Regions from separate parts of the Mus musculus genome. Here region 1 is linked to region 2. A link is a contact called in public promoter capture Hi-C data. All regions are on one chromosome and are shown on one strand. Each heading gives the region's core, a stretch centred on a gene start, on an enhancer-like site or on the middle of the called end of the contact. The rest is flanking DNA. Distances are from core to core; before and after follow the strand shown.

Evidence for each region. Promoter capture Hi-C pulls out the DNA fragments that hold promoters and counts their contacts.
Region 1: a contact with region 2 is called in a promoter capture Hi-C map of liver, with 2.8 times the contacts expected there. The contact joins two enhancer-like sites. A contact is called at or near these places in 4 of 39 promoter capture datasets (cranial neural crest, embryonic stem cells, liver and 1 more), 1 of 484 Hi-C or Micro-C datasets (embryonic stem cells) and 1 of 9 other capture datasets (liver).

What each region holds. Positions count from the first base shown.
Region 1 is chr10:68,736,227-68,739,538 of GRCm38.p6, forward strand. All of the region lies in intron 1 of Tmem26 (transmembrane protein 26), which reads left to right. Among named protein-coding and RNA genes, the nearest start is that of Tmem26, 14 kb to the left of the region's middle. Within about 2 kb of position 1,290, at least 5 of the 459 cell types and tissues checked have an H3K27ac peak or open chromatin away from gene starts, as enhancers often do. A contact at or near this core is called in liver, where this site is marked.
Region 2 is chr10:68,503,042-68,506,027 of GRCm38.p6, forward strand. The region is part of intron 5 of Cabcoco1 (ciliary associated calcium binding coiled-coil 1); the gene reads right to left. Among named protein-coding and RNA genes, the nearest start is that of Gm32872, 24 kb to the right of the region's middle. Within about 2 kb of position 1,655, at least 4 of the 459 cell types and tissues checked have an H3K27ac peak or open chromatin away from gene starts, as enhancers often do. A contact at or near this core is called in liver, where this site is marked.

The DNA.
Region 1 (3,312 bases), core at 40-2,539, 230 kb after region 2:
ATACCTGCTTACATGTGGTGTGCATATACAAACACACATATACACACATGCACAAAAACATATATTAATTAACCTTTTTTGAAAAAGAATAAATGTTGAATAATAATTCTCTAAAGATCAGGGCTCAAAAAGTATTTTTCGAATTAACTAGACTTCCATAAGTAAAAGGTCCGTGTGCATGTTTGTAGATTCATCATTTTTATTCAGTCAGTAATTCCTTATTCCCAAATACGAGCATTTAATCAGTTTAGTATTTGCTGAACAGACAGTAACTGAGCACTAAACAAGGTAACAATGTGCTGTCTTGGAGAAGAGGATGTTAAAAATCAGGGAAAGGCAGGGATCAGGAGACAGGTGGTCTGCCTTCAGAAAGCTGATATTATGAAAGCCAACCTAACATCCACGTGATTACAAAATAGCACCGCATTCTTTGGGTCTCATGGACAATGCAGATTCCAAACACTGCCTGCTGTGCCCTGAACGTACAAGTCGGATATAAATAGGCAGACATGCACAGAAGAGTGTCCCCAAAAGGCTTTGGTTGTTAGGGGGCAAGGAGATGCCCATGTGTAAAGGTGTTCGCCATCCTTTTTTCAAAGCTCAGCCACATTAGGCATGCTGATCTGAACAAGGGACATAGTTTGTTAGGGGAGGCAGTGCATAGAGTAGAATGTGAATTATTCCTCAACCTGAGTCTCTCTTCTCACCTTCTTGTGTGTCACAGAGTCCTAAGAAGGAAGGGTTGAAGAAAGGAATATTCCCCAAAACTGTTTTTGCTTTAGCAGCACTGGGGCTGGAAGCCAAGGCTCCAGAAGAGCTATACCACTAATCTATTCCACATTTTCTTTGGTTTTATTTTGCTTTGTTTTTAGGTAAACAGTAAGTTGGGGCTGAAGTTGCTGGTCTTGAAAGGATGTGCTAGGGGTAAGGCACAAAAAAACAGGTCCCGGAGCCCTGACTATGGGGTGAATGAGGTTAGACTTTCTATATTTCCTAACACAGAAATTCTTGAATATTGAGTTGAGAGAGAGAGAGAGAAAGAGTGTGTGTGTGTGTGTGTGTGTGTGTGTGTGTGTGTGTGTGTTTGCTGAGCTAATCTCCTAATTAAGGGGAATACACTGAAAAGGGATAATGATACTTTTTCTAATTATAGAAATGGATCTAACGCATCAGAGATATTAAGGTCATTGGTTTATTTTCAACTTCCTTTGAGTTCTACTGTGTTCTGTGCCTAGCACCTCCCCCAGATTATTATTTTAACAGTATTACTGGGGATGTTAGGCTCGAGATTAACTTGAGGTTAACAAACTTTTGTTTTGCCAACATTCGCTATGTCCAAACACAAGCAATTGACATATGCAGCTTGCCCTCTGACCAAAATTGACGTTCTTCCTCGTGTCTCTCAGCAAATCTTCCTCATGTTTCCTGTGATACATAAGGTCAAAGAGTCGATGGTTTCTTTCTTTTAAGAGCATGCCCGACATGAGTTTTTGACATTTCTCTGCAGCTCAGACATCTTCCAAGTTAGAGTTTAATAATATCTTGACCCATAACCTTTTGCTTCAAAATTGGTTTTGGCAAGAAATCAAAAGTAGAAGAGTGTCTATATTAAATATTGATTTTTAAAGACGTTTTTCTTGCCCTTTCTATTTCTTTCTTTTTCTCAGAAGATTAAAGACAATAACGAAGGTTAAATAGCCTTTTAAAACTTCACCCATTTTTCCTTTTTCCCCTGTTACTTTATTTATTTATTTATTTATTTATTTATCTCTCTACCTTATAATAATGTCATTTGGGTAAAGTTTAATCTCGCAACTACAAATAAGTACTAAAAACATTTTTACTAAAAATGAATTAACTTAATAATTTGACTTTGAGATACTCTTATCAAGAAAGAATTTAATCCAAAACCAAACACAATTTGAAGAAATAAGCTTGAAAAAGAACCTTACTTGTCTCTTATTATTATTTATCATCATCATCTTTGTTTGGTTTTAAAAAGAAAAGTCTTAATATGCATCACGAATTGGCCTCACGATTGCAATCCTCCTGCATCTCAACCTCCAGGGTACTGAGATTACAGGTGTGCATCACTGTGCCCAACTTATTATTTCAAATTATCTAGATTCACTTCCATTGCCCACTGTACTGGTTTTATTTCCTTTCCTGTGATAGAAAACATCCTGGCGCAAAGGCAACTTAGAGAAGAAAGGCTTCATTTGGTTTCTGATCCCAGGTCACAGTCTGTTATTATGTGGAAGTCAAGGCAGGAACTTGATGTTTCATATGCACAGCCAGAGCACAGAGAGGACAAATGCTTGGGATTTTGCATGCTTCATTCGTAGCTGTCTTCTTGCTTACACAGTTCAGAGGGCAGGCATAGGGGATGGTGCCACCCACCTACACACTGAATCTGCCCAACTCAATCTCAGTCAAGAAAATCTCTCTCACCCATGCCCACAGGCAACCCAATTAGACAATTCCTCTCTAAGAGTCTATTTCCTGGTGTCTTAGTCAGGGTTTCTATTCCTGCACAAACATCATGACCAAGAAGCAAGTTGAGGAGGAAAGGGTTTATTTGGCTTACACATCCATACTGCTGTTCGTCACCAAAGGAAGTCAGGACTGGAACTCAAGCAAGCCAGGAAGCAGGAGCTGATTCAGAGGCCATGGAGGGATGTTCTTTACTGGCTTGCCTCACCTGGCTTGCTCAGCCTGCTCTCTTATAGAACCCAAGACTACCAGCCCAGAGATGGTCCCACCCACAAGGGGCCTTTCCCCCTTGATCACTAATTGAGAAAATGCCTTACAGTTGGATCTCATGGAGGCATTTCCTCAACTGAAGCTCCTTTCTCTGTGATAACTCCAGCTGTGTCAAGTTGACACAAAACTAGCCAGTACACCTGGTGATTCAGGATTGTGAAACTAAGGGGCAGAGGTAGAATTTCTCAATAAGCACCAGGATAAGCTGTTGTCCACTGAGCTCATCCACCTGATGCTGAGGCATACTGATCCTCACCAGGCCAATGCTGCTACTGTGTGCTAGCATGGTTTTGTTGCAGATTCATATTCATAAGTGAGGTAGGATTTGTAAATTAAATGATATGATACAAGTGACTCCTAGTCCAACGAAACTGCTTTTAACAAGGGAAGGGAGTTGAGAGGGCTCTTTTAAACATGCATGCTGAGACAAGGCTATGCAAACACATCACACAAAACTTCTAATGTAGGAGCTGGAATGGGAGACTCACTGAACCCCCATCACACTGATCCTCTGTCACCATAAAACTCTGAGAAAGTCAACTCCATTGG
Region 2 (2,986 bases), core at 405-2,904:
TTCTGATGTAGGCAAAGACATCTGGGATCTTGACATTTCAAAAGGTGTTCCATATAAAAGAAAAATTTCATGATTAAACATGAATAGCAGAAACATATTTTCTTTTAAGGGCAGCTTCTGAGCCCTTGGTAAAAGATTCGGGGAATGAACATTTATAATTTAAAGACTGACGTAGGTTTCTCACTGGACAAACAAAATCATATTTCGCAAATGTGACGTTTTTCAAACCAGAAGATGAAATTCTGCTTTCATTGCTCTTCACCATTAAATGTGGTAAAATTTGGAGCACTGGTTGAATGCAGGTAGGCCCATATGGAGCATACCAAGAGAAGTGATAATGGCTGGTCTATACTAAGCGCCATGGTTGAGAGCTAGGGTTTGAGAAGTTAGCTTCTGAGGCAGAACACAGGGTTGCAGATCTCCATCAAGGGTGTCAGCACTGAGGGCAGAAACCTAGCAGTGGTAACAATTCTCTGACTTTCCCTCCCTCCCTCCCTCCCTCCCTCCCTCCCTCCCTCCCTCCCTCTCTTCCATAACAATGTCTCTAAAGCTGCACAGTGAAGGAATAATAGCTTTGGATTGGTCAAGAAATGTTGCTCAGTAACTGAGGCCTTATACATCCGGGCAGAGGAGAGGGTGGGGCATGTGATTGCCAAAATCCCAGGCTTGTTCATTCAGAGACAGGGCTGCCAAGGAGTCTCTGAGATGGATGCTACAGTGATCCAGGTGGGCAGGAACACTTGAGTGGCAGGCTCAAGAGCTGAGGAGCCAGGCGAGCTGCTATGGAAACCATCTTTAAATTATGCACCTGCCATTTATCAATTGTTTGGCTGGAGACAAATTTGCCCAAATTTCTCAGAGACGATTGATATTTAAGGGAGAGTGATTGTTTTTCAGAGCTTGGAGGGAAAAGCCGAGAGTGAGGTTTGATGAATTGTAGGCTGAAACATCGACCACTTTCTTTAAGTGACAGATTCTCTGGTCACTTTGTCACGCATGCCAGGCTGGGCAGATAAAGTTATTTCAACACAACAGTTTCTGATGGATTTTTTTTTCTCAGCACACTTCCTATTCCACTGGGTCAAACACATTACATGCATTGTGATATTTTTTTTTTTCAGAAGCTTGCTAATGGGCTAATTTAAGACAGAAACCTTTTTCAAGATAAAGAAAATCATCTGTGTAAGTTTGGGCATTAATTTTAAAGATTTATTTTATTTTTAATTGTGTATTTATTTTTGGTCAGCGAGTGGGTATATGTATGTGAGTGTAGGTGCTGGAGGTAGCCACAGGGATTGGATTCCCCTGGAGTTGTAGTTACACGGTATTGTGATTTTCATAGGTGTATTTTAAGGAAAGACTCAAGAAGGAAGGGTACTGGTAGCTACCCTTCAATTACCTCTTCCTTTCCAAATCTATCCAGACTTGAATGCTGTTTGCATTGCTCTCTTATCCACAAGACAGTGGCGGCAGCCGATGTTACTGAGGCTTCCTGTTTGGTTTATCTGACTTCATACGATAAATGAATAAAAGAAATTTTACGTTTCTGTCTTGGTCTTTTTCACCCTCCAACTACAATGTCATTAACACCCATAATCTGGGTGGCTTTTGAAATCAGAGGGAGGAAAAATGTTTTCTTTATTTTGTGTTTGCTTAAGAGCATGGACTCAGAACAACCGCTGAGCTGGAAGAGCTCCGAATTCCTGTATTTGCTGACCTGAACTGGTATTACTTTGGGATTTGAAAGTCTGCCAAAGTATAACTTCAGGCAAAGTAGGCACTTAGGTGTATTTATGATTCTCTTTAAATATCTCCACACATCTATTACATGTATATAATAGTCACATCCGGGCACAGCATTGCTTGTAAGGGCTGGGTTTCTGCCAATGGCTACATGGGATGTGCCATGGCCTGCACTGTGACCACATATGCTACAGTGGGAATGGCTTCCGTGGTGCTACACTGGCGGCTCGGTGGCACTAGGGGCATCCGAGTGGCAGAGCGTCCCCTGCAGAGTAGTAACCCTGCTGGCTCCGCCTTTCCCATCTCAGTCCAGAAGTTGGGAGAAATATTGAAAGAGACCAAATCTTATGAAAATTTTCATCTCTCAAAGGCACACATTATGGGCTTGTTTAAGCACGCTCCTGCACGCATGCACATACGTGCATATACATACATCCATGCACACATGCATAACAACTTTTGCGTGTGCCTGAGATGCAAGGTCTGCTTGTTGTCACTCTGCTGAACTTAAACTGAATAAATATTTTAAGATGCCATACACAGCTCATGGTTCATGAAAACAATTCTATCTTTGTGGCGGGGGTGGGGGTGGGGATTTGGTCTGCGACAGTAGAATAGGCTGGCTCCCTGGTCTGTAAGTGACTCTTCAGCTAGACCTAGGGCTGTTGTTACAAGTTAAATATGGCAGAACAGTTGTAAAACTCTTAAATTCATGGGCTTGAGAATCCACCAGTTGTTTTCCTGTCAAGCTCCATTTAGCCTTTCTCTTGTCAAACTCAAGTGATGTCCCTCGACCAGCTGTCTATCTGTCAGGACATCAGGGTAAGTGTAAGCATACACCTAACCTTGATTTACAAAATGTTCCTTCTGTGAAATCAGCTGGGGTTCTTGTCTTTTTATACAAGTGGTGCACGAAGGCCTTTACATTGTTAAGTGCCAGCATTAATCTGGAACAGACAGGGCTAAACACCCCTTTCCGCTTCCCAGCCGGTCCCCACTTACACCCTGCTCCTTGGAGGCTTGCCACCCAAGCCCGAGGACCAGAGTTTTAGCCTCAGAACAAGCACATTAGAAGCTAGATGCGGTGACAGGTACTTCCAGTGTTGGAGGTGGCTATGCAGGACACCAAGGCTTCTGGTCCCCCAGCCTAGCCTAATTGGGGAGATCTAGGCTCCCGCAGTCTGCTTGTATTTTCTGTGATGGGTGACTTTCATGTGTGCTGGCTTCTGGTTATGGAGAAATG